Linked DNA regions of Mus musculus: regions 1, 2, 3, 5, 6 and 7 are each linked to region 4. A link is a contact called in public HiChIP or PLAC-seq and promoter capture Hi-C data. All regions are on one chromosome and are shown on one strand. The core of a region is the stretch at or near the end of the contact, and the rest is flanking DNA. Distances in the headings are between cores, read along the strand shown. Region 1 overlaps Rai14 (retinoic acid induced 14). Region 2 overlaps Gm34759 (a long non-coding RNA gene). Region 3 overlaps Rai14 (retinoic acid induced 14). Region 4 holds the start of Tars (threonyl-tRNA synthetase). Region 5 overlaps Rai14 (retinoic acid induced 14). Region 6 overlaps Zfr (zinc finger RNA binding protein). Region 7 has its middle 42 kb from the start of Sub1.

Region 1 (3,629 bases), core at 711-3,210, 750 kb before region 4:
GGCAGGGACTGAAACAGAGAGCACGAAGGAACAATGCTGCTTGCTCTCCACGGCTTAATTCCATCACTTTCATACACACCCCAGGTCCACCTGCTCAGGGGTGGCACCACCTGCAAGTGAGCTAGGCATTCCCACGTCAATCTGCAATGTTTGGGGTCTGGCGCGAGCTGGTAACAACCAGCCAGCAGAGTGGTGCTGAGTTTCCATGCTGCTGCTAAGCTTTCTTTATTCAGAGCAGCTCCTGCCACGAAGCTCTTCGTACCTGCACACCTGTGTCCTACAGTGCTCATAAGGACTTCAGCAATAACCAAAGCTCCTGGACCTGACCTTCCCGGCCTGCCTCTAAGCATTGCAGTTCACAAGCATAACCATTTCCCAATCCTTGGGATCACTGATAGCAGAGAACCTAAGCGCCTTCTCTTCTATTAAGTGTCCTGAGGCACTTTAAGCGCTTGAAATAAATCTTCTCATGACATCCCTAGGATGTCACCAATGCCAACACTGAGCACGAGACTACTGTGGGCTCACCTCCAAAAATGTCAAGACCACACCTATCTCCTCCAGAGGTGACTTGAAGGTAATTGTGTTAGTCAGCTCTCCATCATTTGGCAAAGATCATCTTAAAGCTGGAAAAATGTACCTTGACTCAGGGTTTTGGGTTTTGGCCCATGATTCCCTGGCTCTGTTGTTTCTAGAGAGTGGTGAGAGACGTATTAGCATGGAGAGAGAGTGGCCTCATCTTCCTCGTCTCATGGCTAGCCCCTGAACAAAATCTCCCCTTTCAGGGAAGTAACCTACTTCCTCCCACTGGCTCCTGCTTTCTAAACTTTCCGCCACCTTCAATACACTGCAAAACACGAATCCATCAGTGGGTTAATTCAGTCATGGGGTTACAGGTCTTGTGATGCAATCTCCTTCCCCAAGCCCTGAACCCCACTGCACTGGGGACCACATCTTCAATACAAGAGTCTTTTCCGAAGCTAAACTGCTGCAGTGGGAAGAGCCAGTCCTTGCCAGAAGCCGCCCCTGCCTTAACGAGTACTGGAAGGACAGGGCATGTTAGCAGTTCCCAGGAGGAAAAAGAGCTCATTCTGGGGACCCCAGCTTCTGAGCTCTTCGCCTCCAGCTAGAGGGGGCAATCCACGGAATCACACAGAGATCAGGGTGCCTGCAAGAAGGGAAGGCTAGTTAGTTATCTCTTTGATCAGCTGCCCATCTACAAAGGCTGTTCACTGGCCACTTCCCAGGCTATGTCTGAGGTCGACTGATAAGACCTAGAAAGAGATCCCCGTATGGAGATGGGATACTGGAGAAGCCACCAGTATACCCAGTTTGGAGTGACAAGGGTGAGCAGTGTTGGGTGGGATCAATCTGAACCATCAAGTAACCAGACCAGAGCCCATCTGCTGTCACCCTAACCAGGATGGCTGTTGGCCTCTATTATGTAGAATAGGGGTATTAGTAGAGACTTTACCTGGAGGGCAGAGCCCTGAGGAGCTAAGAGTAGCACACATTCTCAGAACTAGCATTTGGGCAGAGAAACAAGCAGTAAGAACCTGTACCTTGGAGGACCACATCTATACCTAACTAAGTAGTGCTGTTTGCAACGCCTACCATGCAACACACCCCCAAATTCCTTTCTACCTCAAGATTCCGGGGTGTGGGGGTGTCATTTCATCCCAAGCAGAACAGACAGAGAGCAAGGGCACAGCAGGTCTTCTTTCTGTTCAGGTTCTGATGCTGACTGAAGCCACACTGGAGAAAGGAGACTTAAGTGAGCTTAGAGAGGTCGGGATGGGTCTCTGAACCTTTTGAATGTGGACTGCTGTATAAGGCAAAGAAAAGGAGAGGCTGAGGACGTATGGATTCCCCTGAACGCATCTCCCCACGGGCTAGAGGGGACACAGGAAACCAGCTCCCTCTCAAACAGGGCACAGGTCCTAGCTGGGCTGCTCATTCATCAGCAGACTTTTGTTTTCCTTTGAGTGCCTGTGGGAGAACAGCCCAGCATAGCCAGGGCTCTGGGAAGCTAAATTCCAGGGGTGGGAGGGATTCTGCAGCTCTTCCTCCAGCATCCTGGCTCCTTCAGACTCCCCAGTCTTGTTCTGATAATTCCTCCTCTAATTTGTAAAAAGCATGGAAATGAAATATAGTAAAAACCACCTGGGTCGTTCTTTCATTCTTTTCTTCTTTCTCCTCTCTTCTCTCTCTCTCTCTCTCTCTTTCTCTCTCTCTCTCTTTTGCAACATACACTCCAGGCAATAAAATCAAGGCAAACAGCTTGTGTTTCAGAAACATAAGTGCCACATGGTGCTTCTAAACAACACTTCTAAACACAGAGACTAAACACAGCGATGATAAATACCCACGAACTCAGACCAAGTACTCAGAGCTAGGGCAAAGGGCTAAGAGAAGGTACCAGCCAGGAAGAGCTCCCCTTGTCAATAATATTTTCAAACAAAATGGGGGGAGGGTGGTAATATATTCATCATTACTTTAAAGTATCAGCATGCTAAGTCTTTTATAAAATTATTTGTAAAAACTAAAGCTTTCTTGTTTTGTTTTATATTTTTGAGACGGGCTCTCAGAGAGGCTTGCCTCAAACTTGCTATGGCTGAGAAGGGTCTTGAACTTCCAATGCTCTGACCTCTGCCTCCATAGTGCTGAGAAGATAGGCAGGGACAACTTAACAGACCAGAGAGCTGTAAAGGCACTCACTGCCCAGCCTGACAACCTAAGTTTGAATCCCAAGACTCACTCTGATCTACACGGGTGTGGCGTGGTACACTCACATACACACGACACATGGATATAAGTTTTTTTAAGTGGCATGAATATATGTTGTTTTGGGTTTTTTTTTTGGTAACATTTTTTTAATTAGGTATTTTCCTCATTTACATTTCCAATGCTATCCCAAAAGTCCCCCATAGCCACCCCCACAAGAATATAAGTTTTTTAAGATTCAGAAGAGCCTAACCTGGTAGATTTGCGATGGTCACCCAACAAAATCACAGTACTCTCATAAATGTACACTTTTACGTCCTAATCTGTTGTTTTCTGTCATCTGTATAGAGAGGTAACCTTCTCCAAGGCACTCGGCTGTGAGGTACAGCTTAGCACGGTGACACAGGAGACAGAGACAGAGCAAGAAGACAATAAGTACCTTCCTTGGCAGTAGGTATGGCCACTCATGAGGTCCAGCCACGCGAGCGGCTCCTGGAGGGCTGGCTGTCCTCAGCCTGATCCACTCCGGGGCTTGCTTTCTTTCCTAACTCATCTCCAGAGTGGAGTTCATTGCTAGGGCCTGTGACTATCTCTTTGTCCAGCCTCTGGGAGACTGAAAGCAGACAACAGGAAGATAGACTCCTTCCCCAGACTTCAGAGATGATGGCTGTGCAGTGGGGACCCCTTCCATAGCACAAGCCTCCTGCGTTGTGTCTGGCTTCACGAAGGTCAGGCCATTCTTCACTTTAATTAGTCCTCAACTGTCCCGGCTTATAATCAGTGTCAAGTTCACCCAGACGGCCTTCCAACTGTCCTCTCCTGAGAGGACCACAGTTACAGAGAAAGTTTCATGATCAGAGTATTAGAAAATAAACTCCCAGTTACTTATGTCATTTTTTTCAAAA
Region 2 (3,863 bases), core at 373-2,872, 670 kb after region 4:
CTATCCATCCATCACCTATATTTTTTTTTTTTGGTTTTTTCAAGACAGGGTTTCTCTGTATAGCTCTGGCTGTCCTGGAACTCACTCTAGACCAGGCTGGCCTTGAACTCAGAAATCCGCCTGCCTCTGCCTCCCGAGTGCTGGGATTAAAGGTGTGCACCACACTGCCCGGCCCATCCACCTATCTTATCTTATCTATCTATCCATCTATCTTCTATCTATCTATCTATCTATCTATCTATCCATCCATCCATCCATCCATCCATCCATCCATCTATCTATCTATCTATCTATCTATCCATCTATCCATCTATCTCAGGTGGGGCATCAGTTCTCTCCCTCTGCCATAGGTTCTGGGGATTCAGTCAGGTTGTCAGGTGTAATCACAAGTGCTTCACCTACTGAATCTGGGACATCTTCCTGCCACTATAATAATAAAAAGTGTGTGTGTGTGTGTGTGTGTGTGTGTGTGTGTGTGTGTGTGTGTCTGTGTCTGTGTGTGCTCGTGTGTGTGTGTGTGTGTGTGTGTGTGTCTGTGTGTGTGTCTGTGTCTGTGTGTGCTCGTGTGTGTGTGTGTGTGTGTCTGTGTGTCTGTGTGTCTGTGTGTCTGTGTGTGCATGTGCATGGCCAGTCTGTGCTCCCCCACCCCCAACCCTCTGAAACTGGGACCTACATTATGACAGTGGGTACGAGTCTGCACTTCCTGCCTTCAGAGACACATTACTTTTCTTCCTTGTTTTGGAAACTGATAGCCAGCTCTGCAGTATGTGGGTGTCTTTAATAAACAAAATGAAGTGTTACTCAGGGGTGCACAATGTGGCACACAGACTGAGGTATCTGGATGTTTCCTCCTAGGCAGCCATCTCCCCTGATAGCAACAGTATGGGGTGGTGGGTGGGCGGCTTGTTCTCTCTCTCTGATTCTGGTGAGAGGGGTTCGTTCCCACCGCGCAGGCTTAAGTACTCCTCCTCTTCCTTCGAGTTGGGTGCACTGCTAACTGAAGCAATTGCTTGCACTGGAAGGTCCCTGTGCCTCACATCAGATGGAGGGCTTTTCTCACACTGTGGTGAAAGAAAGGTTTCCTTTGCTGTTGTGGGTACCAGGCCTCCTGTGATGCTAGCAGCCATTGCCTCTGGCTTGTTCTGTGAAACCTTGCCTGAGATTCAGGCCAAAGAAGAGGCTCTGCTGAGTAAGGAAGAGAAGGATCCTAAGGACACTTGGTGGTCTGGATTCAGTACTACCCCATGCACGCCATCTTAGTCCTGACCCCCGTGCCTTTGCTTTTAACCACTCTGCAATTACACTTGCTGTCCCGAGTGCCCCACCTCATAAAGGCGACTTTAGAAAACCCAAGAGGTTTGTCCAAGTCTCTGGGCCAGACAGAACAAATAAGAACTGCTGCTAGCGGTATTCTCTGGCAGGCAGCCCGAGGGCTTATTTCCAGATCACGTTTGACTCTCCGTGTACAACTGCCTCTGAGAGAGAGGTCCAGCCAGAAGCTGGCATAGAGAACTCAGCTTAATAATCACCATGTTCGGTTTCTGGGCTATTGTATAGCTGTGTTCTCTGAGGACAGCCGGAACAAAACATGAATGCGCAAGAAGGTTCGACTGCATTCAAGAAGCCAGGGCCTCCACTTGTCCTGTATGCAAAAGCGATGATTGCTCTCAGACTCCCTGGGAGAGACAGCTCTTGGCTCCCGCACAGGAGCCACTGTGAAAATGTTCCCTGAATGGAAAGCAGCAGGAAGCAGCTGTTAAGGGAATGGACAATTAGAAAGGAGAGGCCACTTTAATATTTTATCCTCTGGCCAGCAAGGGCTGCTGGATTGCTTCTGTTGTGCTGGGGCTGGAAACTGGAATGAAAGGCAAAAATTCATGCCCTCGGAAAGCACGGTTCTGGGTTAGGAGTGGGCAAGAAAACCAAAGGGTAAATAGTGCAAGCAGTGTACACATACGGAGATACAGTAATAGAAGAATGTAGTCCACCAACAGCGTTTTCTCTTCCTTTGCTGGAATGCCGTTCATTCCAGGAGAACGGATGCCCAGGTAGGACCAGTACAAACTGTGATTTTTAAGCCAGTGATTCAAAATTCTGGGCTTGTTGAAACGCAGAATTCTGAACTCCATCCCGGAGGTTTTGGTTCAGTAACTCCAGGCAAGACCAATGAAGCCGCATTTCTAGTAAGTTCCAGAGTGATGCAGATGTTGCTGGCCTGAGGATACTCGATGAAGCATAATTATCCTACTGATTTGATCTGGACCATGTATTTACAGGTCTGTGACATCAAAATCAAAGACTTGAAGAATCAATCACATACAGATGGCAAAGTACACAGAGCAAACCCACTGTCAAAGAGAGCAGAGGACTCCTTGAGATGAATCCTCAAAGGATCTGGGGGCATGGCTAAGTAGGTACAACAACAACAACAACATACTTGCTGCCCAGGCCTAACAACATGAGTTTAAACCCTAGATCCCACCGTAGAAGAACCAACTCTTAAATAATATTCATGGACTTCTACATACATGCTGTAGCGTGTGTGTGTGTGTGTGTGTGTGTGTGTGTGTGTGTGTGTGTAATTAGGTTCTACCACCTTCTACCTCAACAGTCAGCTCCATAGCACTGCCTCCATCCTGTCGCCCCCAACACACTCCCTTCTCCCCATCTCAAACTCCCACCACTTCTTGGCCTGTTTTACTGTCTTTTGTAATCTTCACTTAGCAACTGTGGTATTTTATTTGAAGTAGGAAAGGTTTTCTTTTCTCTCTCTCTCTCTCCCTCCCTCCCTCCCTCCCTCCTTACCTCCTTCCCTCCCTCCCTCCCTCTGTCTCTGTCTCTATATCTCTGTCTCTCTCTCTCTCCCTTTCTCCCCCTCCCTCCCTCCCTTCTTCCTCCCAGGGTTAGAGTCGAAATGGATCCAAATAACACAATGAGGCAGACAAGCTTCTTAATAAAGTATCCTGATGACTTTTTAAGCTGGGATATGTCAGGGATTTGGATCCCTACCTCTGCCACTCCCCCAGGGCAATCCTGTTCTTTCCAGCACTTTCCTGGCTCAAAGCCCTGGGTCCATCCAGGAAAATCGGGGATGAAGCTGCAAGTTCAGGCTGAGGGAGGGGTCAAGTGTTCTGGAAAAAATAAAATAAAATAAAACCTGCTACAGCAAGGCTGAGGGATAAATGCAAGGAGGGCAGAACATGGAGAGTGGCTTCCCCTGTTGTCTTTAGGGAGTTCCTTCCGCCATCTTCAAGTGAATTCAAAGCATACTGTAGAAGGAGATAGACTCTTTACATCAAAACCAAGTGTCCTCCGTCCCTACTCAGTTTTTACTGCAAGTTTGAGGACTTAAAAAAAATTAGAAGACAGTTAGGAAAGGGAGAGAGGCCCAGGCACAGTGCTTGCCTGGCATGCTGGACTAAACATTTACAACTCCTAGTGAGGCAAATATTGGGGGGAGGGGGAAACAAGCCAAGGAAGGAGCAGCAATCTGTCTTAAACCATTCAAAACTGCACGCCTGCACACAAAGGTAGGAAACCTGGAAGAAAGTCCTTAAAGCAGAGAAGAAAAAAGGCCCAAATCTTCAGCTCTCTTGAGGACCCTCTGAGGAAGACTGCCCAGACTCTGTCTGCACTTCATCAGAAAGCCATGTGCAGGCTGCATCAGACAGTTATTTCCTTTCCAACGGGGGTGGGGGTGGGGTGATTGCAGAGGCATTTATGTTTAAAGGCATGCAACTGGTGGGTTGTAAATCTACGTAAAAGAATCTTTTGCTGGTTTCAAGATCTCTGTTGTGTTTATTTCTCAAGCGAATATATGTTGTCCCTTCTGTGGAAATTGTGACTCTCCTTTGTGGAACTTA
Region 3 (3,578 bases), core at 705-3,204, 810 kb before region 4:
GACCTTGGAAATCCTATAGACTCATTTCAATAGAATTCTAAAGATATATTCTTTGCAACACAGTGGGTATAGGTATCTATCTGCATCTCCTTTAAAAGGGACTTCTTCATTTTTTTTTTTTTTTGTTTTTCTTTTTGAGAGAGGGTTTTACTATACAGCACAGGCTAGCCTCAGAATTGGGGTCCTAGGACAGATCTTTAAAAGGCACAATTGGACTAGAATGTAAATAAATAAGATGATTTTAAAAAAAGGCACCACTGACTAGCCCCTGTGTTGGTGAAGCCATTGCGACTGCATTTGACTTACTGGCACTTTCTTTACCTAAATGTACTTAGAGCCCACGGTGGGAATTAAAGTTAGCTAGTGGGAGCAGCAGGGCTATAGAGTCCCCTCTGTCTTGGTGATATACCTTGCTGCTTGGGTACAATGAGAGTGAGATGCTATAAGCCTGAGACCTGTGGCCTGCACCCCCAAACTGTAAATGCATAAGATGAAATACACAGGCTATAGCAATCTGATAGCTTATTTTTGACACACTAAATAACTAAGACTGAAAACAGGTCCAACAACTGCTGTGCATTTAGTGGGAGGTACAGTAACTGGTATCTGAACTTGTCTACAATCGTAAGGTGACAGGAAATTCTGAGTCCTCCGGGCACTGCTGCTACTCTGCCAACACTATTTACTGCCGCATTCTTAATTAGAGAAAATACTAATGGGAAGTGAGAACTGAAGATGGAATTTTTTTTTACACTCAAACTTAGTTCTTTAACATATAAACCCCTCCTAGTGGAGAAAGCACGCCTGTGCACTGCTGGCTTAGTTCTTTAACATATAAACCCCTCCTAGTGGAGAAAGCACGCCTGTGCGCTGCTGGCAGTCCTGGGACAGGCATGAGCTGGTTCTCATGACCTTACACAGAGGGCTTGACTGGACGCTGCTCTCCTTATGTAAACATGTAAGAAATTAAATGTGGTCAAAGGCAGGAAAGGCGATTTTCCTGTTCATACCTGCAGTACTGTCGCTCAGCCTGTCTTTGTTTTCTTGTATGGAGCTGATCTCAGCCTGTGTGTAGAAACACAAATGACAGTTAAGGAATTTTCCTGAATATCGTGCTCATTACACTTAAGTGTCACACTGACTACTCTCCTTGAGTCTGACCGCAGAAAGAAGGTCTCCTGGGAATCCACTAGTAAAATGATAGAAAATGTCACAACAGGAAAACAGGCAGTTAAAATATATGCAAATAAAAGAAAATACATGCAAGTAAGAGACAATTACTTATAAAAGTATAGTTTTGAAAATTTCAGAAATTGCAGAGGATATACTCTCAGAATATTTTTTTAGAAATTGTAGTTATATTTTAAATTATAGTTTATATAGCAGCCTTTTTTCTGGACTTTATCCTAAAACCTGAGATAGCAGAGTTTTGTTTTTTTTTTTTTTATAATATAGTTAAATAGAACTAGTATTTATGTGTGTCATGAATTGACTAATTAAGTATATTAAACATGATTTTTTTTACATCTATTACTTGTTAAATTTTCTGCTATTAATCCGTTTAAAGGACATAGTAATACGTAAGAGCTGTCTGGGAGGAAAACATTTTGTAAGGGAATAAAAATTTTCATGGTCTTGGACTGATGGTTAATGCCCTTAAGACTTTGTTTGTCCTTAAACTTTGTTAAATTACTGCAAGGTTCCTTGAACTCACTCAATACAACACCTTGCCAGAAATCCCTGTACTTCATCTAGGTGAGCTACAGTGTCAGGAACATACGGAGTTGGTCACTGGTAGCACAGTGGCTTATTTTTGACACTTGATAAAAGATGGCTGTCCCGCCCTTTTCTCTTCAGCTGTAAAAGATACGAACGGTGGCAAACTGCCTCAAATGACAGTTGACAATTTCATGAGATTATAGCAAATGATTATAGCACAGATAGCAGCACCATGGCAACCACAGATTTCCATCAGTCATCCCCAAGGTTTCCTTCTCACAGCCAATCCTTGCCTGCTCTGTCCCCAGGCGGCCAGGACTCCCCGATTTTCATTTTCTACAATGGACTGCCACACAGTAAGGGTATATGTGTAGCTGGTTTTTATTGTTATTATTGTTATTATTATTATTATTGACGGCTTTCTATGTCTGGTGCTGTTTATATGCCACACAGCTCATCCCTTCTGCACGTCATCATTGAGTGATACGCTTTCACACAGATATATCGTATTATCTGCATCCACTCAGTACTGATGGCAATTCAGCTTAGGCTACTGTGAATAAGACAGGGACATTTAAGTATCCAATTCTGTATGGACATTTTTTTTTCCTTTTGTTGGGAAAACACACAGGGCTGGATCATAGAGTAGGCACATGTTTAACTTGTAAAGGAATTGTGAAACATACAAAATAGCTAACATTTTACAATCCCACCTGGAGAAAACGACAGATGTACTTCGACTATATTGCATGCTCATCAACCTTTGGTCTCAGCCATTCTAAATTGGCACTTAAAGAAATCTTGCTTTGCTTTGTGTTGTTTAGGAGCCAGAGCCCACCTTACTGTTGAGAGTTACAATTCACGGTATTGCTGGCTGCAATGCATTGTGTCTCTCCAGCCACAATCTTACTAGATGACGTCAGAACGCTAATACAGGACCATGATTCCCTTGTGTTGCCTATATGAGTGTTCATCTCAAAAGTCTACTGATACGGCCTAAAGTAAAGGAAGTGGCAGTGTGCGGGAGTGGGCCTCAGAATTCACCTTTAATAAGTCCGAGTTGGAGGATGTAAATACACAACCAGCTACACAGGAGGGATTCGTTTAACAGTTAGAAATTTCCCCTGTCCAACTACAACATCCCAGGGATGCCTAGGTAAACAGTCATTATAACCGAGGTCCCCCCTCTTCTTTAAAATACTTTCTAAATACATACTTTACAGAATTGGTAGAATAAGGCCTAATGGACTTTCTAAAATAGATTAATACTGCTTTTATAGTCAGGAAAAGAATTTGTGCAGCCATGAGAAAAGCTTTGTTGTTGTTTTGGTTGGAAATGTCAACTCGGTTTGGTAAGATCAGTTCTAGGTGAGCTATTGTTGAGCTATGGAATGGTTTTTAATGACTGTGTTTTTAATTATGCATGTGAGGGAGACCAGCAGTGGGTGTCAGACCCTCTGGATGGAGTCAAAGGCAGCCGTGAGCTGTCTGCTGTGGGTGCCTGACTGGAACTGGGGTCTCATGCAAGAGCAACACACATTCTTGACACTGAGCCGTCTCTTTTCAGACCTTTTCCTTTCTGAAAAAAATACACCTCACACCTGGAAAACTTTAGATTTGTAAAGCAGTTATGAAACATTACCCTGTGTCTGCTAACATTAACGTCTGTGTTCATAATACATTTGCCAAAAATGGACACCTCAGCACAATGGATGATTGCTAACTAACTTACAACAGTGTGTGTCCAGATTACAGCACTCTCCCACTGGTAGCCTTTTTATATTCACACCAGGGGCACGGTCTGGGCTCTTCTACACATTAACACTGAGCCAAGTGCCTCACTTTACAAAGCTCAGGCT
Region 4 (4,001 bases), core at 532-3,031:
TTAAGGTACCTGATTATTACAGAGGAAATGACATCACACTTCACATTTCAAGTAATTTTACTCACAAAGTCCCACTCTGAAGTGTTACATGCCCACTCAGGGGATGATTATCTTAAGAAGCTTCCAGCCTCAGACGAATCTCAAGAACCCAGTCGGCCTCAGAAGTAACAGGGTGGGTTTAGCAGGATTAAAAGACAGCAGGAGGGGCTGGAGAGATGGCTCAGCAGGTAAGAGCACTGACTGCTCTTCCAAAGGTCCTGAGTTCAAATCCCAGCAACCACATGGTGGCTCACAACCATACGTAATGAGATCTGACTCCCTCTTCTGGAGTGTCTGAAGACAGCTACAGTGCACTTACATATGATAAATAAATAAATCTAAATAAAAAAAATATTTAAAAAAAGACAGCAGGGAAGGAGGCAAAGGGGTAACCAAGTTATAAAACCATAAAACACCTTAAAAACATAAGGAAATAGGAACAAAATCTATCCATGTATACCTGTCATTCATCGCCTTAAATCTGTAGCTTAAAGCGCATACACAAGCATTTTAGTGATTTGCCCTATCAGGATGGAAACTCCTCTTGATGAAGACCCTAGCAACCGTCAGCAATGGTTACCTAGACAATCTGTCATATGGCCTCACCCCTTTCCAATGTTCCTTAAACCCCCATGCCATGTCACTTTTTGACAATACAATACATACATAGCACCTCCCTACAAAACTCCTGCACGTAGAGAATACTGATAGCCTCAATCGCTGCACTTCCCTCCCGTCTCTCCCTGTACAGCCGGGGCACAATTCATCCCCTGAACCTGGACAGCCCTGCCCTGCCTGATTTACCTGACCTCATTTTTCCAAACCCAATAAAACAGTCTGACTGTGCTTCTCTATAACTCAACCAAGCTAATCAGAGAAGTACGATTTTCCAGTCCTGCACATTTGGGGAGCCCCCAAAGTCAGGAATCGATCTTAACTTGTGTAGCCACCTGGACTGCCTGACTAAGTGCCAGGGCAAATAAATACACAGGGGACACAGGCACAGTTGGCTGTAAAAGAGGGGTGGGGCAGAAAACACGCCAGTGTACAAATGCTGTTCCTAACCAGTGGGTGACAGCCCAAAGCAAAGTTTAAAGGGGATGTGTGTGAAGTTATTTAGGTCGCTTCCAGCACCTGGCAGACAGAGGCTTTAATTTCAAAACAGTCTGTCAATGGGGGCATCCAGCCTTATTTAGCACCCAATCTTGGGCAAACTGGATCTGATCGCGGGGACTGGCTTTTCCTTCCTAACTAGAGCTTTTTGCTCCACGCAGTTTAGGATTTTAAAAAGTTCTTCAAATGTTCTTCCCGCTTATTTTAGTGAAAAAATACAAGCGCGGGAGTCTAAGCCCCAAATGCTTACTATCTGAGCAAACCACTCAGTCTCAATTCACAGATCTCTAGGATGAAGATGCCCCCCCACCCCCCAGACCCTGCCAGCAAGAGTTCCTAACTTATTACCCAGGGCCCCCAATACCGACTGCTCCCTGCTACTTTCCACTCCTGCCCCGCCGGGCAGTGCCGGCTCCCAGAACACATCCGCTCTCTGCACCCCACGGCGCCTGCTCACCGGCTTCTCGCCGTCCATCTTCCCCGAAGGGCTGCTAGCCTTCTCCTGCGACATGGAAGGACCACAGAGAGACAAAACCCGTGAGCTGCACCGCAGAGAAGACCCCAAGCCGGCGGTGTAGACCTACAATTCCGCACTGCGCGTGCGCCACGTGGCCACAGGCGGAACCAGCTAACCAGCTGATGCAACGGGACTCCTGGCCCCGCCCTACCTGGACACGAGGCCAATGGGCTACGCGGAGAGGCGGGTCCTCCCTTTCCTTGGCCAATAGAATAGCCGAGAATGACGAACCCTTCAAGAAATCCCATTAGTTCCAGACTGTGTAGTGAGGCGCGCAAGCGCACTCTTCCCCTTCTGACTGTAGCTTGCATGGCCTTAGCGGCCACCGTAGTGAACTTGAGCTGCTTGGACTGAGTTTCCCGGAATTGCTGGATATGGTCTCTGGCGCTCTGGTTTATCTCAGATGCGCTCTACCTGGAACGTTGGCTGATAATCTGAAGCGATGACTCAGCCTTCCTCATGAGAATAGGACCGATTTGCTGTTTGAGGGACAAGCGCCATTGATCAAAGCTTTCTCAGTGTCTCACGGAGTTTTCCCATAGACGGCACAGAGATAAAATTAACTTTTTACTTGAAGGAATAAACTCCACACAAAAGTCATTGATATCACGGGAGCTCGAGATTAGATTTTTACTACTTAAGCAAAATGCTTAGCAGAAAGTTCTAGTTGGCCTGCTTATCCTAATAGCAGCTGCCAGTTTTTGGGTTGTTCTGTGTTTTTTCTTTGCTTCACTGTGCAGCCAGGGATAGCCTCGAACTTGCAATTTAGATCTGGCTAATCTGGGAGCCTTCTGCAATAGCCACCCAAATTAGAGGATTACAGGCGTTTGCAACCATGTCCACCCAATGTCCACACCACCACCAACCTACACACACACACACACACCAGCCGAGTAGAATTGAGACAGGGTCTCACTGTATGTATAGCCCGGCTGTCCTGGAACTCGCTGAGATCCACTTGAATGTGACAAATGCCTCCTGGGTGACTCTTCAAGGAGCAGGTTCCCATTTCCAAGGAACATATTGTCCAGGGAAACAATACATTTCACAACGGCCTCAAAAAACATGAACTATCTTGGAGTAACTCAAACAAGACAAGTGAAAGATTGTACAAGAAAAACTTTAAGACAATGAAGAAAGAAATTGAGAAAATTTCAGAAAACATAAAAATCCCCCCATGTTCATAGATAAATACAGTAAAAATGGCCATTCTACCATTCTACCACAGGCAATCTACAAAGTCAAAGCAATTGCCACCAAACTTCCAACACAATTCTTTACAGAACGTAGAATGTTAAGTTTTAGATACACACACACACACACACACACACACACACACCACAAAATCACGATGGCTAAAACAATCCTGAAAAAAAATGTTGAAGGTATCACTATCACCAACCTTGTTGTGGGTATAAGAGACTCCCAGGAATCAAAGGGAGGGACCTTAGATGAAATGCCCGACAGTAGGGAGAGGGAACTTATAGAGTCCACCTCCAGCAGGAAGACAAGTGAGGGATGGGGTTGCCATCCCATAGTCACATCTCTGACCCATAATTGTTCCTGTCTGAAAGAATAATAGGGATGGAAATGGACAGGAGCCTGAGGAAAAGAAGGTCCAGTGACAGGCCCAAAATAGGATCCAGCTCTAGGAGAGGTCCCAAGGCCTGACACCATTATTGAGGCTATGGAGAGCTCACAAATAATGATTGCACTCTGAAAGACCCAACAAGCAGCTGAAAGAAGTCAGGTACAGATATTTGCGCCCAACCAATGGACGAAGCTTTCCAGTTTTATGAGATCACATTTATCAATTGTTGATCTTAGAGCATGAGCCATTGGAATTCTGTTTAGCAAATTTCCCCCTGTGCCGATGAGTTCAAGGCTCTTTCCCACTTTCCCTTCTACTAGATTTAGTGTATTTGGTTTAATGTTCAGGTCCTTGATCCACTTGGACTTGAGCTTTGTACAAGGTGACAAATATGGGTCAATTTTTATTCTTCTACATACAGACAGCCAGTTAAACCAGCAAAATTTATTGAAGATGCTTTCTTTTTTCCATTGTATATTTTTGGCATCTTTGTCAAAGATCAAGTGATTGTAGTATGTCTTTTTATTTCTGGGTCTTCAATTCTATTCCATTGATCAACATGTTTGTCTCTGTATCAATACCATGCAGTTTTTATCACTATTGCTATGTAGTAAAGCTTGAGGTCAGGGATGCTGATTCCTCCAGAGGTTCTTTTATTGTTAAGAATTATTTCTCTGTTCTAGATTTTTTGCCTTTCCAGATGAAATTGAGAATTGTTCTTTCCATGTCTTTGAAGAATTG
Region 5 (3,828 bases), core at 1,251-3,750, 710 kb before region 4:
AAGGCATGCTCGTAAAAGCGACCTCTCCCAGGTCCCTTCTTCAGAGGCTCCCTGCATCTTTCGTCTTTATAATCTGTAAGTTCCTTAGCAGAATAAAGAAGTACAGACCAACTAGCATCTAAGCATCAGGCCCCGGAGATGTGTGTCAGGCCTCCAATAAACAGCATGTCTACCAAGCCTCAATCCCAGTTCAGAGTCACTACCATCTCATAAACCAAAATCTCCATCCCAAGCCCCTTTCTTCAGGAAACCTAGACTTCCAACACCTCGCTGCAAAAACTGGTTCCACAACGTAGAAATGGCTGCACGTCTCCGGGACCTCAGTTCTTTAATCTGAAAAACCAGGGAGACCTATCCCATGAGGCTGGTGGCAAGGACACCTCAGGGGCCCGGTGGCGTACAGTTGCATGAGTTGCACCAGGATCAGCATGTGGCTGGCTAACAAGCAGGTTTGTTTGGAAAGTGCTTTCTTCTTGTGTTTTTATTCCCTCCATTTAGCTATCCAGTGATGTAATTTGAGGAAACAATTTGGGATAAATTTGGGAATAAATTTATAGATGGGTCTTACTCCATTCAACCAATTTCCTTTGCTCTCCTTCCCGAGGGCCACTCCTCGAACGTTCCTTCTTAGTACTTTACTGCCCAAACCAAGACCTTCGTGCTGCCAGATCTCAGAAGCTTTTACCAGTGTTATTATTGTGGTTTTATTTTTTTAATTCACGGAAATGTTTCAATTTTCATTTAAAACAGATTCCAGCAGTACCCTCTGTATAATCCCCATTTTAAATTTTCACATCCAGCGTTATATGTGCGCCTCTCCCTCTCCCTCTCCCTCTCCCTCTCCCTCTCCCTCTCTCTCTCTCTCTCTCTCTCTCTCTCTCACACACACACACACACACACACACACATACACACCCTGCCCTGGTTATAGATCACAACTCCCAGAGGATGAGAGCCTGCTCCAATAATCTCAACGTACACAGTTGGAAGCAGCCCAAAGTCTCTTGGATCAATTTCCCCCCTTTGGCAGTCAAGGAAATTGAACACAGGGCCTCACGAATGCTAAGCAAATGCTCTACCATTGAGCTATCGTTCCACCCCAAATTCCCTTATTTGGTAATTTATAGACTGGTACCTCTGGAACTGGGCAAGGCAGTGTATTACTAGCCTTTCCTCTTTAATTGAAGCCAAAGGTGACACATAGGCTTAGTACCATCGGCCAGCCGGGGAGCATAGTAAAGTGTGCTTGGGGGAGGGGCGTCTGAGGAAGTGACAGAAGGGTTTAACTATCTGACCTTGCTCAAGTCACTTCACATTCTCTGAGTTGCAGTTAATTTGCCTTAAGAGTGAAATGAATTTTTCTCTAAGATTTCTTGTTACTTTTTTTTTTTTTTCAAGAGCTGATACTTTGGAGTCACTCTCGAAGCATCGAGTCTGGCCTCTTATCAAAGTAGTAAGTACACAGCTACTCATCACAGCGCAGTCTGAGAGATAAGTAGGTGCACGCAGAGTGCACTAGCCATGAAGATGCAGCCTCCTTTACTGCAAACTCGAAACCGTGCCAACCTGCTGAAATAAATTCATGGCAGAGCACAAAACTCCAGGCTTGCCTTTAATTACGCAATCTTAGGCAGTAACAGAGCAAGCCTATTTTGAAGGTTGACTTGCCTGGGCTTCTATCTAATGCTCTTCCATGAATTTCTCTCTCGTGCAACTGTTTCGCTTGAAGCTTTTGGAATGTAGCTTGTTACAAGACTCGGATCCCAGCACAGCTTAAGAGGTAAGACTCTTTGAGAGTATCGCTATTCGAGTCCTTGTCACCTTCTCTGATGGGAGACCTTCATGTTTCAGACCTTATATCCAGTCCGCCAATCTAAAGTTGTTTATGATGGACTTTGTGAGAAAAAAAAAAAATTCAGGAATGTAGGGGGAGTAAAAAGACTAGTGAACTACAAACACTGAGTTCAAGGTTCTTAAAGACCAAGGGAACAATGTTAATAATGTAAGTCCTTTATCACCCCTATTCTGGCCAACTATGATGAGTAAGCACTTAGAAGGCTGAAGCAGGAGGATTGCCATCAGTTCAAGGCCGGACACTGTACAAAGTAAGATTCTCTCAGGGGTGGGGGTCGGGCAAAAAACTAGAGTGGATTAATAATAAATATAAAATTAATAAAATGACATTCTAAATCAGGATTGGAAACACTGGCTTTTCCTGCTCCTTCCACTTGACTGCTCCTGTCTCTCCATGACAGGAAGAGTTTCTTTTGGCCTTTACAGGCGTTTCGGAAAGCTGGACACACAAACAGCACACTAAACCCCGCTCATTCGCAGACACCACGTTGTGCTGGCGGGCCCGTGCTTCGGAATCTGTAGTTGATTAACCCAGAGCCTTATCAGGGCTGGAGCATGGCTGTTTCCATAGGCCCAAGGAGCACGGTGGGGCAGCCAGACTGTGAGTCACTGCGTACTTACATCGCTCTTCCGAAACTTTGCTTTCAGGCTCTTCATGTTTAGTCCATTCAGCCTTCCAAAGTCCTGGGAGATTTGTCAATACCTAAGCAGAGAGGGAGAGAAAAAAATGAATGAATGTAGCTTGCCAAGTAAACACTACAGATTTTCTCCCCTGATTGGATTACGACACTGGGCTATGAGGAGGCGGAGGAGATAGGGTTGGACTGAGCTGGCTGTCAGTGAGCAGCGGGGTGGCAGCGAAGAACATAAAGCTCTCCCACTCACGATACACACCCGCAGACCCCCTGACACGTACAAATTAGAAGAAAAACAGAAAACAAAAAAACGAGAACTGTTTTATCCTCTTCGTATATTTTAGCTGACATAGAAAACCTGCACATACCTCCCACCTCAACTGTGATATTTAGAAATACATATACATTGCAGAACAGCCAATGGGCCAATTAACCCACCCGTTACTTCACACGCTTCTCACTGTACTACGATGAGAACCTTTAAGCCCTGGTAATGTCAAGTACACAGACTGCCATTTACAGGAGTCACCAGGCCACACAACAGAGCTCTGGAGTCCATTCCTCTTGTCAAGCAGAAACATATCTTTCGATTGGCATTTACTCAGTCCATCTCCTCACTTCCAGTCCCTTGGCAATAAACACTCTACTCTGCTTCAGGGTCTTAGACTTAAATTACCAAGCATATAAGATTGGGGCGTCTGTGAGTCTCGCCCGACTCTCTTCTCTGCTGTGGTTGGGGTGTGGCTTGCTGGGGAATTCCAGTATTGGAAGCTTGGTGATATGGGAGGTGATGGGATCACTAAGAGGCGAGGTCTGCAGGGAGGTCTTTGTCATTGGGAGAGTGATCTCTGAAGGGCTCCCTGGTCTCTTGGGATGAGAGCAAAGTGACCCTTAAAGCTCCGCCCTTCCAGCAAGTGGAGCTTTCCCTTTTACAGGGTCTCCCAACACTGTCATTTGCTCCAAGGTCTTCTAAAGAAACATGCCTTTGAACCTGCGCAATCACCAACTAATAATCCTTCCTTGATAGTGTTATCCAGACATGGGTATTTCATTACAGTAATAAAAACCAAAGCAGCACATGCCTACTGAAGTAATCAATGTATCCTTCATTTTGCAGTCGTACAACTGACCTCCTTTTAAGGGTTAAATAGGAGATGAGAGAAAAGCGTTCCTCTTCCACGTGCTGTTTATCCCTTGCTTATTTTTCCAGTGCTTGCCTCCCTCCCCTGCTCCTCTTAAATGCACAGTGCAGTTGGTAGAAAATGCCAAGAACAACATAATCTCCCTAATAAATACCTCATTCCTCAGGGGGCCTACTCTAAGCTATGTAAGACTCTCC
Region 6 (3,874 bases), core at 484-2,983, 750 kb after region 4:
TTTTCTTATACATCTTTACAACACCTGACTGTCAAGTAAATATTTAAATGACTTGCTGTAGAAGGTTGGTAAGTCTGGGGGGAGGGAGAGATTTCATGAGATAAGATACATATATAATTGTAAATATGCACATGTAATCTACCTTTTGACATTTTTTGAATTTAAATTTATAATTGACATTTAACTTGTCCTTTTATAATCATATAACATAATCTTTGTTTCGTTTTATTTGTAAGGTACATCTTATTCAGGTTATGAAGCAGCCGTATATTCAGCTGCGTCTTCCTACTACCAACAGCAGCAGCAACAACAGAAGCAAGCAGCAGCAGCAGCTGCTGCTGCAGCAGCAACAGCTGCCTGGACAGGGACCACCTTTACTAAAAAAACACCATTCCAAAATAAACAACTGAAACCAAAACAGCCTCCCAAACCACCCCAGATTCATTATTGTGATGTTTGTAAGATCAGCTGTGCTGGACCACAGGTACTTATATTGTGTATTTACCATGAGTCTCCGTGGTTATTTTTCATAATTGAGTAGGGTTGATATTCTAACTCCTGTGCCTACAAAGCACATTCACATCTGTGTATTCTACACTCAGCAGCTCACCCATAAATCAAAAATGTGCATGTGGAAAACTACATTGGTGTGGAGTACCTACACTTTTTTTCCCTATTACTTTCTAAACTGAACAGTAAAACTGTTCAGTAAGATTTACAACAGGTATTACAAATAATCTATAGATTTTAATGTATGCAGGTGAAATAGATTATGTGCAATAATTTTGCTATTTTATTTAAAGAACTTGAGTGTGCTTGGATTTTGCAACAATTTCCTGCAGACACTGAGAGATGGCTGTATTTCACTAAACATTTCTTTGAAAGTCGTTTGTGTTGAAACACAAAAGCAATAATCAGGAAAACTGTAAAAGTGGCTATAAATGTTTGAAAAATAAGGAAATTGAGCCCTCCACCCATTCTAGGGTGCCTCCTTTGCTTTTTATATAAAACTTTAAAAGATTTTTAAAATTCCAATTATAAATTTTGATTGTATTTCTAATGAGTCTATTTTGTACATGTTTTATAGAATGTAACTTCTATAGCTCTCTCCACAAGGGGACTGGGAACATTGGAAATGAGAAAAGTTAAGAAAGATGACCTCCCGTGCTGGGGATACAAGGCAGTCAGTGAAGTGCTTGCCTCTGTTCTGAGCCGTAGACCCATCCCCACAACTACAGAATCAGACATGGTAGTTGCTGCACGCCTGTAATCCCAGTACTGAGAGGTAGAAACGTTTATTGTTGTCCTTGGCTATATAGTTAGTTTTAGGCCAGCTTTGGTGAGAGACCCTGTTTTCTTCTACTCACCTAAAAGAAGATCAACCTATGACAAATATGAGTCCTTTATTATTTTTTTCTTGTCATGGTTCTACCAGCTATACCTTAAAATGTTTGTTTTAAAGCATGGGTCTGTTAATGAATTCATCCCTTTCTAAACTCCACCTCTTTTGACTATTAAGAGAGCCCTGTTTTGTCAAGTATGGGGGCGTACACTTGTAATCCCAACAACTTGTACAGCAAAAGTAGGAAGATTTCACACGGTCAGCCTAGACTGCAAAACAAGAGCCTGTCTTAAAAAATGTTATGTAGGAATTTACATAAGAATTGGCTAGAGGGATGGCTCAGTGGTTAAGAGCACTTGATCTTATAGAAGCCTTGGGTTGGGTTTCCAGAGCTTTGTGCTAACTCACTTAACCACAGTTCCAGGGGTGTGGTGCCTCTTCCCTCTGAGGGTATCAGGCATGAATGCTTTTGATTTGTTTTCTGAAATTTTAGGGCTGGAGAGATGGCTCAGTGGTTAAAAGCACTGACTGTTCTTCTGATGGTCCTGAGTTCAAATCCCAGCAACCACATGGTGGCTCACAATCATCCATAATGAGATCTGACGCCCTCTTCTGATGCATCTGAAGACAGCTACAGTGTACTTAGATATAATAATAAATAAATCTTTCTTTAAAAAAAAATTTTAGCAGCTTGGCATATAAAAAGCATATTTGGGGAGAGTAGGTCAAATTTAACTCTTCACATATTTCTGTTTCCAGCTCTATTCTACCAGTATATCTCTCCACCCCCTTTTGAGACAGAAGACAGACAGACACAGGGTCTCACTATGTAGTGCTTGGCTCATCTTCCCTCTACAGCACCAACTCACTGTGTATGTAGACCAGGCTGGCCTCAAACTCACAGAGATCTGCCTGCCTCTCCTCCCAGGTGCTGGGATCAAAGGCGTGTGCCATTATGCTTGGCTTATATGTACTCTTTAATTTATCGGATTAATTTTGTTTTTAATACATAATCCTGCAATATTTTTTTTTGGTGTTTTCTGAATTATTGACACCTACTTAGTATTAAAATATATGTACTCGTATTCATTCTTAAGCAATCTGTTTAACTAGATTAAATATTAAAGTGCATTCAGATTTTCAAATTTAAATTTTATAAATATAACTTTTTATAAAGAACTACTATCATGCAGTAGTTTTGCAGATTAATTCTATAATCAGACTTGTGTAATGATTTTTTTAAGTTATTATTTTCTGTCCAGTGTTATACACAAGCAAAAAAAAAAAATAAAAGTTCTTAAAACTATGGGCAGTTTATCTTATATATAGTCTATTTATGAAAGTACTTTTGTAATTCAAAGCTATTGGGTTAAAAACAAAACAGCTCAGTAATGTTTTCCAAACAGACTTTCACAAGTTTGATCCCCAGAAGTCATGTGTAAAAGATGTCTCATGTTGCCTGAGCTTAGAATCCTAGTGTTCATTCAGAAAGCAGGGATAGTCAGATCCCAGGCACTCACTCCCTGGATGGTCTCAGGAAAACCTTGCCTACAGAAAGGCTGGGCTACCCTCTCAAACAGAAACATAGGTTGTGCTTGCTCTGTTTACTCTTCAGCACACACACACTCAAGCATGTGTACCCATACATAGAATATTGAAGAACATTGTTCTTAGAAGGTTAAAGATGTAGTCCCTGAATTCAGTCCTTGGTACCAAATAGCAAACTATTGTTAAATAACCTGCAGAGAATTACAGATCATCCATACAATCTCCCCTGTTCTTAAGTGCTTTGAAAATAGCAGATCTCATCCATGCTTTCCTCATTCTCTCCCCTTTTATTTTATTTAATTTATTTTGAGACAGTAAGTATACTATTACAAAGCCTGGGATAGCCTTGAACTCAATGATTCTCTTCCTCAGCCTACTGAGCACTTCTATTACAGGTCTGCACCACACACTTGTTGGATTATTTCTTTTGTTTTGGGCATCTGTTCGTTTGGTTTTGGTTTGTTTTTTTTTTTTTTTTTTTTTTTGTTTTTTTTTTTTTTTTTTTTTTTTTGAGACAGGGTCTCACCATGTAACTAGCTGGCCTGGAACTCACCATGTAGACCAGGCTGTTCTCAAACTCAATGCAGCTCAGTTCTGCCTCCTGAGTACTAAGATTAAAGGCATGTGCCAGTCAGCTTATGATCCCATTTTTAAATGAGTGTTAGAGGTCTGAAAATTGAATAGAATGTTATAGAAAGAAAATTTGTACTTTTTGTTCAAAACAGACTTATAAAGAGCACTTAGAAGGACAGAAACATAAAAAAAAGGAAGCCGCATTGAAAGCCTCTCAAAATACCAGCAGCAGCAACAACTCAACTCGTGGGACACAAAATCAGCTACGTTGCGAGCTCTGTGATGTGTCTTGTACAGGAGCAGATGCATATGCTGCCCACATTCGTGGTGCTAAGCATCAGAAAGTAGGTGTTTTGGTCCCCCCTCCCACCCACACACAGCCTTATGTCTACTCTGCTTACTTTCACTTTT
Region 7 (3,914 bases), core at 370-2,869, 640 kb after region 4:
TCCCTCCCTCCCTCCCTCCCTCTGATGGAGAGAGCAGAGAACAACTCTAGGGAGTGACCATTTGATTGCTATCTTTACGGGATCCCTAATGGAAGTCTGGTCTTCAGGCCAGCAGAAGGTCCCTGTGCCAGACGTCTCACTAATTCTGAAAGTTTTTCTATGACTTTCTTGAGGAACTTGTGCTTACTCCTTGCCTTGAGTGCGCACTTCAGCTCTTCTCTTAGTAAACTCAACATTTCCCTTTACTTAATGACTCCCAGAACTTAGGGGGCAGAAGCGCTAGATTTCTGTGAGTTCTAAGGCCAGCCTGTTCTACAGAGTGAGTTCCAGAACAGCCGGGGCTACACAGAGAAACCCTGTCTCAAAAAAAAAAAAAACAAAAAAAACCAAAACCAAAACCAAAACCAAAACCAAAACCAAAACCAAAACCAAAAACCAAAAACCAAAAAACAAAACAAACAAACAACAAAAAACATCCTTCTTAGCTCTCTGTGGTAGTGCACAGCTTTAACCCTAGCACTCTGGAGGCAGAGACAAGCAGATCTCTGTGAGTTTTAGGACAGCCAGAGCTACACAGAGAAACCCTGTCTCAAACAAACAAACAAACAACCCCCCCCAAAAAAACAAAAAAACAGAAACAAAAAAAAATAAAATAAAACAGCTCCCTTCTTTACTTAGTAGCCACAAGTTTGCTTCATCCTGACTTGTAGCTTTGTTTCTGCTGCTGAGATTAAAATACCCTGACAAATTGAGACTGGGGGGGGGGGGGGCAAGTATGTTCTTTAGCTCACCGTTCAGGTCACAGCCCACCCTTACGGTGAAGACACCGCTGCAGGAGCTTGAGACAACTGGCTGGCCACATCTCAGGCAGGCAGGCAGAGAGAAACGAATGCACACATGTTCAGCTTCCTAGTGCTCAAGGAGATTTCTCTGCTCCTCCACAGTTCAGGGCCACCCCCACCCCCTCCACACCCACCACCTCTACTCCTCCACCCTCACCTAGGACATAGTGCTACTCACAATCCCCACAGACATGGCCACAGGCCAACTCAGTGTGGGCAGTGCCTTGCTGAGATGCCTTTACCAAATGATTATAGACTGTGGCAATTGGACAGTTAAAGCTAAGGATCTCACAGACTCAGTCGGGATTCTTTCCTGAAGCATAAGCCAAGATCCGATCCAGCAACGCCTGGGTGACAACAGTGAGCTCCGTCTCCCACTGCTACTTTGGGGTCTAATCTGGGACCCTCTGAAGCTTTGTTGACTGGTGCAATTGGCCTTCTGGATCCAACCAAGTAAGATAAAAGGACTAAGAAGCTCGGTGATGTTTTGAATCTTGTCCTCTCAGGTCAGCTAAAGCCCAGAGGACAACCAGCCTCTCTAGGATGGTGCTACAGCTCTCGTAAATTAAGGAAATCCGAGGAAAGGTACCCCAGTGGCTAGAGGCTGATGCAACACGGGACTGCACGACAGTAAGACACCATGTGACCACTCAAACTCAAACAGTGAAGACACAGGAGAGCTCCAAACCTGCTGGGACCAGCAAGGCTGTGACAGTGTTAACTGTCCTTTGTTTCACTATAAAGGCTTCCCTGCACCAGGAGTTGAGCAATATGCAAGCTTGTTCAGAAAACCTGGGGAGGTCGGTGCAGGAATGGAAGCAGAAGCCACGGAGGAACACTGCCCCCTGGCTTACTCGGGTAACTTGTTTAGCTTACTTTGTGATACAACCAAGAACCTCCAGTCCAGGTACAGTACCACTCCTGATGGGTTTCCTCCTCCCTCTCCCCCTTCAGGTAAGATCATTCAGGTTAGAGCATAGAGGAGGAGCGAACCCATTCTTGGAATTTTCCCCACTTTTTCCTACGTTAATTCACGAATGATCCTCCCCTCAGTTAAAATGAGTTCATAAAGTGGGCCGTCCGAGATCCAGCTCACTTCTTAAGAGCACATGCCTGCTTCTTGCATTTCATGTATGCTACCATTAATTGTCTTAATAAAATTCCACGTTTCTATTGGCTTAATCAGCTTCTTCTCCACTTAATACCGCCTGGCTTTTGGCAGGGAGGTAAGACAGCATCTGAGTCTGTAGCTCAGGCTAGCTTAAAACTCACTGTGTAGCCTAGGCTCACCCCAGACTTGTAGCTATCCTCCTGCCTCAGCTTCCCACATACTGGGACTTCAGATGTGAGCCATGATACCTGACAGTAGCCCAACTCTGCAACAGCAAAAATAGCTGGTAGAGCAGCTGTTCAGAAGCCAATGGTGTGGTTATCTGGGTTTGATTCTCTCTCTCTCTCTCTCTCTCTCTCTCTCTCTCTCTCTCTCTCTCTCTCTCTCTCTTTCTGTTGTTTTTGTTGTTTGTTTGTTTGTCGAGACAGGGTTTCTCTGTGTAGCCCTGACTGTCCTGAAACTCACTCTGTAGGCCAGGCTGGCCTCAAACTCGGAAATCCGCCTGCCTCTGCCACTCAAGCGCTAGGATTAAAGACATGTGCCACCAGCCTGCTTCTCAGGGAAGCTGGGAGTCTTTATGGCAAGGAGCCCAGTTAGAAATGTAAAGCAACAAAACAAGAGAGAGGTTGGGGGCGGAGCCAGCAGGGGCGGAGCCAGCAGGGGGCGGAGCCAGCAGGGTCAAAGCAAGAGGGAGAAGGGAAGCGGGAAAGAGGGGGGAGGGGCGGTTGGGCATGGTGGGACATGCTTGTAAATCCAGTGCTTAAAGGACTGAAGCAGGAGGATTCTGAGTTCAAGAACAGCCTGGGCTGTACAGTGAGACCCTGACTCCAAAATAAAAATAACAGCAAAAATAAATAAAACAGCAGGGGAGCGGATAGTGAGACAGCGAGTGTGCCTAGGACAGGGTGTATATATAATCATCAAAGTTAAAATCAGGGCAGCCCTGGCAGCCAAGCACAGCGGTCCAATGAGTCCTGCTGATGGAGCTGAATTCATGACGCACCTTCGCCTGGTCTCCTGCCATGTTTCCGTTGAAGATTTATGTTTCCGTTGTTGTTGTTGTTGTTGTTGTTGTTAATAATTGGTGTGCAGGGGTAGCAGTAGCGCCTGCAATATACAAAAATGTCACAAGCTGGGCATGGTGGTCACACTTGTGATTTCAGCACAAAAGAGGCTGAGGCTGGAGGTTTTCTGTAAGGTTGAGGCTTGCCTGGATTACATGGTAAATTTCAGGCCAGCTTGGGCTACAGTTTGAGACCTTGTCTTAAATAACGAAAAGAGAGAAAGGAAAAGGAGGAGGGAGGGACAGAGGGAGGAGGGAGGGAAGGAGGAGGGGGGAGGGTGGTAGAGGGGAGGGAGGGAGGGACAGAGGGAGTTCTCCTTCTGCTGACTTCTGAGCCTGTTGTTGGAACATTAGTGCTCAGGGGACATTGAAACAGCACACTGCTCTAAGGGGAAACAAAACCATTCTTTACAATTTACTTGGTAACTCTGGGGGAAATTCCAAGGCTGATGGGTTTATTTCTCTCATGAGTTAAAACTGAAAGCCCCAACCCTTGGTGAAGAAGATGGAGCCTGCTGTGGCTGAGTTCTCTGTGTGGTAGGCTTCAGAGCCTCTCTCTCATCTGCATTGCTTCTCAGCGGACGAGAAGCCATCTTGAACAGCACCCGCAATTACCAATGCTATCTAGGCCCAGAGTGAATGCTGGTTGCCATGGCGCTGCTTTTAAAAGTTAAAATCAGGGCAGCACCGGCAGCCAAGCACATCCGTCCAATGAGTCCTGCTGGATGGAGCTGAATTCATGCCGCACCTTCGCCTGGTCTCCTGCCATGTCGAAGATTTATGTTTCCGTTGTTGTTGTTAATAATTGGTGTGCAGGGTGTTAATAATTCCTGTGCTGAAGCATTTTGTCACACTGTCATATGCTGCCCCCCTGCACGGGGACCACATTTCTCTCATC

Evidence for each region. Promoter capture Hi-C pulls out the DNA fragments that hold promoters and counts their contacts. HiChIP or PLAC-seq counts read pairs in DNA pulled down with a chosen protein or histone mark.
Region 1: a contact with region 4 is called in a promoter capture Hi-C map of cranial neural crest, with 2.8 times the contacts expected there. The contact joins the enhancer-like site here to the promoter of Tars in region 4. A contact is called at or near these places in 6 of 39 promoter capture datasets (the 3T3-L1 cell line, cranial neural crest, hippocampal neurons and 2 more), 1 of 115 datasets of contacts at active chromatin or transcription factors (embryonic stem cells) and 1 of 9 other capture datasets (adipose tissue).
Region 2: a contact with region 4 is called in an H3K4me3 HiChIP or PLAC-seq map of stem cell-derived neural progenitor cells, with 5 times the contacts expected there. The contact joins the enhancer-like site here to the promoter of Tars in region 4. A contact is called at or near these places in 2 of 39 promoter capture datasets (the 3T3-L1 cell line and pre-B cells), 2 of 484 Hi-C or Micro-C datasets (CD4 T cells and embryonic stem cells), 6 of 115 datasets of contacts at active chromatin or transcription factors (the 230-238 cell line, double positive thymocytes, embryonic stem cells and 3 more) and 2 of 9 other capture datasets (adipose tissue and liver).
Region 3: a promoter capture Hi-C map of hippocampal neurons shows a contact between it and region 4, with 2.7 times the contacts expected there. The contact joins the enhancer-like site here to the promoter of Tars in region 4. A contact is called at or near these places in 2 of 39 promoter capture datasets (embryonic stem cells and hippocampal neurons), 3 of 484 Hi-C or Micro-C datasets (all in embryonic stem cells), 6 of 115 datasets of contacts at active chromatin or transcription factors (acute myeloid leukemia, astrocytes, embryonic stem cells and 1 more) and 2 of 9 other capture datasets (embryonic stem cells and macrophages).
Region 5: a contact with region 4 is called in a promoter capture Hi-C map of liver, with 3 times the contacts expected there. The contact joins the enhancer-like site here to the promoter of Tars in region 4. A contact is called at or near these places in 2 of 39 promoter capture datasets (embryonic stem cells and liver) and 1 of 115 datasets of contacts at active chromatin or transcription factors (astrocytes).
Region 6: a promoter capture Hi-C map of embryonic stem cells shows a contact between it and region 4, with 3 times the contacts expected there. The contact joins the enhancer-like site here to the promoter of Tars in region 4. A contact is called at or near these places in 8 of 39 promoter capture datasets (3T3-L1-derived adipocytes, the C10 cell line, cranial neural crest and 4 more), 1 of 15 datasets of contacts at CTCF or cohesin (large pre-B cells), 3 of 484 Hi-C or Micro-C datasets (adipose-derived mesenchymal stem cells, nephron progenitors and neural progenitor cells), 6 of 115 datasets of contacts at active chromatin or transcription factors (the 230-238 cell line, astrocytes, embryonic stem cells and 2 more) and 3 of 9 other capture datasets (adipose tissue, liver and macrophages).
Region 7: a contact with region 4 is called in an H3K27ac HiChIP or PLAC-seq map of embryonic stem cells, with 6 times the contacts expected there. The contact joins the enhancer-like site here to the promoter of Tars in region 4. A contact is called at or near these places in 6 of 39 promoter capture datasets (the 3T3-L1 cell line, 3T3-L1-derived adipocytes, the C10 cell line and 3 more), 1 of 15 datasets of contacts at CTCF or cohesin (large pre-B cells), 3 of 484 Hi-C or Micro-C datasets (the Ba/F3 cell line and embryonic stem cells), 11 of 115 datasets of contacts at active chromatin or transcription factors (the 230-238 cell line, bone marrow-derived macrophages, embryonic stem cells and 4 more) and 1 of 9 other capture datasets (embryonic stem cells).

Annotation. Positions count from the first base shown.
Region 1 is chr15:10,646,576-10,650,204 of GRCm38.p6, forward strand. All of the region lies in intron 2 of Rai14 (retinoic acid induced 14), which reads right to left. Among named protein-coding and RNA genes, the nearest start is that of Gm10389, 48 kb to the left of the region's middle. Within about 2 kb of position 1,961, at least 109 of the 459 cell types and tissues checked have an H3K27ac peak or open chromatin away from gene starts, as enhancers often do.
Region 2 is chr15:12,065,134-12,068,996 of GRCm38.p6, forward strand. It overlaps Gm34759 (a long non-coding RNA gene), which reads right to left. Exons shown (of 5, transcript XR_875043.2): 5 at 3,016-3,131. Among named protein-coding and RNA genes, the nearest start is that of Gm34759, 13 kb to the right of the region's middle. Within about 2 kb of position 1,623, at least 84 of the 459 cell types and tissues checked have an H3K27ac peak or open chromatin away from gene starts, as enhancers often do. A contact at or near this core is called in adipose tissue, double positive thymocytes and stem cell-derived neural progenitor cells, where this site is marked.
Region 3 is chr15:10,582,772-10,586,349 of GRCm38.p6, forward strand. Rai14 (retinoic acid induced 14) reads right to left here. Exons shown (of 18, transcript NM_001166408.1): 13 at 1,011-1,065. Among named protein-coding and RNA genes, the nearest start is that of Gm10389, 16 kb to the right of the region's middle. Within about 2 kb of position 1,955, at least 110 of the 459 cell types and tissues checked have an H3K27ac peak or open chromatin away from gene starts, as enhancers often do. A contact at or near this core is called in hippocampal neurons, where this site is marked.
Region 4 is chr15:11,397,877-11,401,877 of GRCm38.p6, forward strand. It overlaps Tars (threonyl-tRNA synthetase), which reads right to left and starts at 1,782. Exons shown (of 19, transcript NM_033074.3): 1 at 1,610-1,782. The coding sequence starts at 1,663.
Region 5 is chr15:10,687,896-10,691,723 of GRCm38.p6, forward strand. Rai14 (retinoic acid induced 14) reads right to left here. Exons shown (of 18, transcript NM_001166408.1): 2 at 2,476-2,557. The coding sequence starts at 2,511. Among named protein-coding and RNA genes, the nearest start is that of Gm52214, 19 kb to the right of the region's middle. Within about 2 kb of position 2,501, at least 82 of the 459 cell types and tissues checked have an H3K27ac peak or open chromatin away from gene starts, as enhancers often do. A contact at or near this core is called in liver, where this site is marked.
Region 6 is chr15:12,145,913-12,149,786 of GRCm38.p6, forward strand. Zfr (zinc finger RNA binding protein) reads left to right here. Exons shown (of 20, transcript NM_011767.2): 6 at 237-484; 7 at 3,616-3,807. Among named protein-coding and RNA genes, the nearest start is that of Mir1898, 24 kb to the right of the region's middle. Within about 2 kb of position 1,734, at least 4 of the 459 cell types and tissues checked have an H3K27ac peak or open chromatin away from gene starts, as enhancers often do. A contact at or near this core is called in embryonic stem cells, where this site is marked.
Region 7 is chr15:12,035,837-12,039,750 of GRCm38.p6, forward strand. No RefSeq gene overlaps it. Among named protein-coding and RNA genes, the nearest start is that of Sub1, 42 kb to the left of the region's middle. Within about 2 kb of position 1,620, at least 67 of the 459 cell types and tissues checked have an H3K27ac peak or open chromatin away from gene starts, as enhancers often do. A contact at or near this core is called in the Ba/F3 cell line, embryonic stem cells, epiblast stem cells and 1 more, where this site is marked.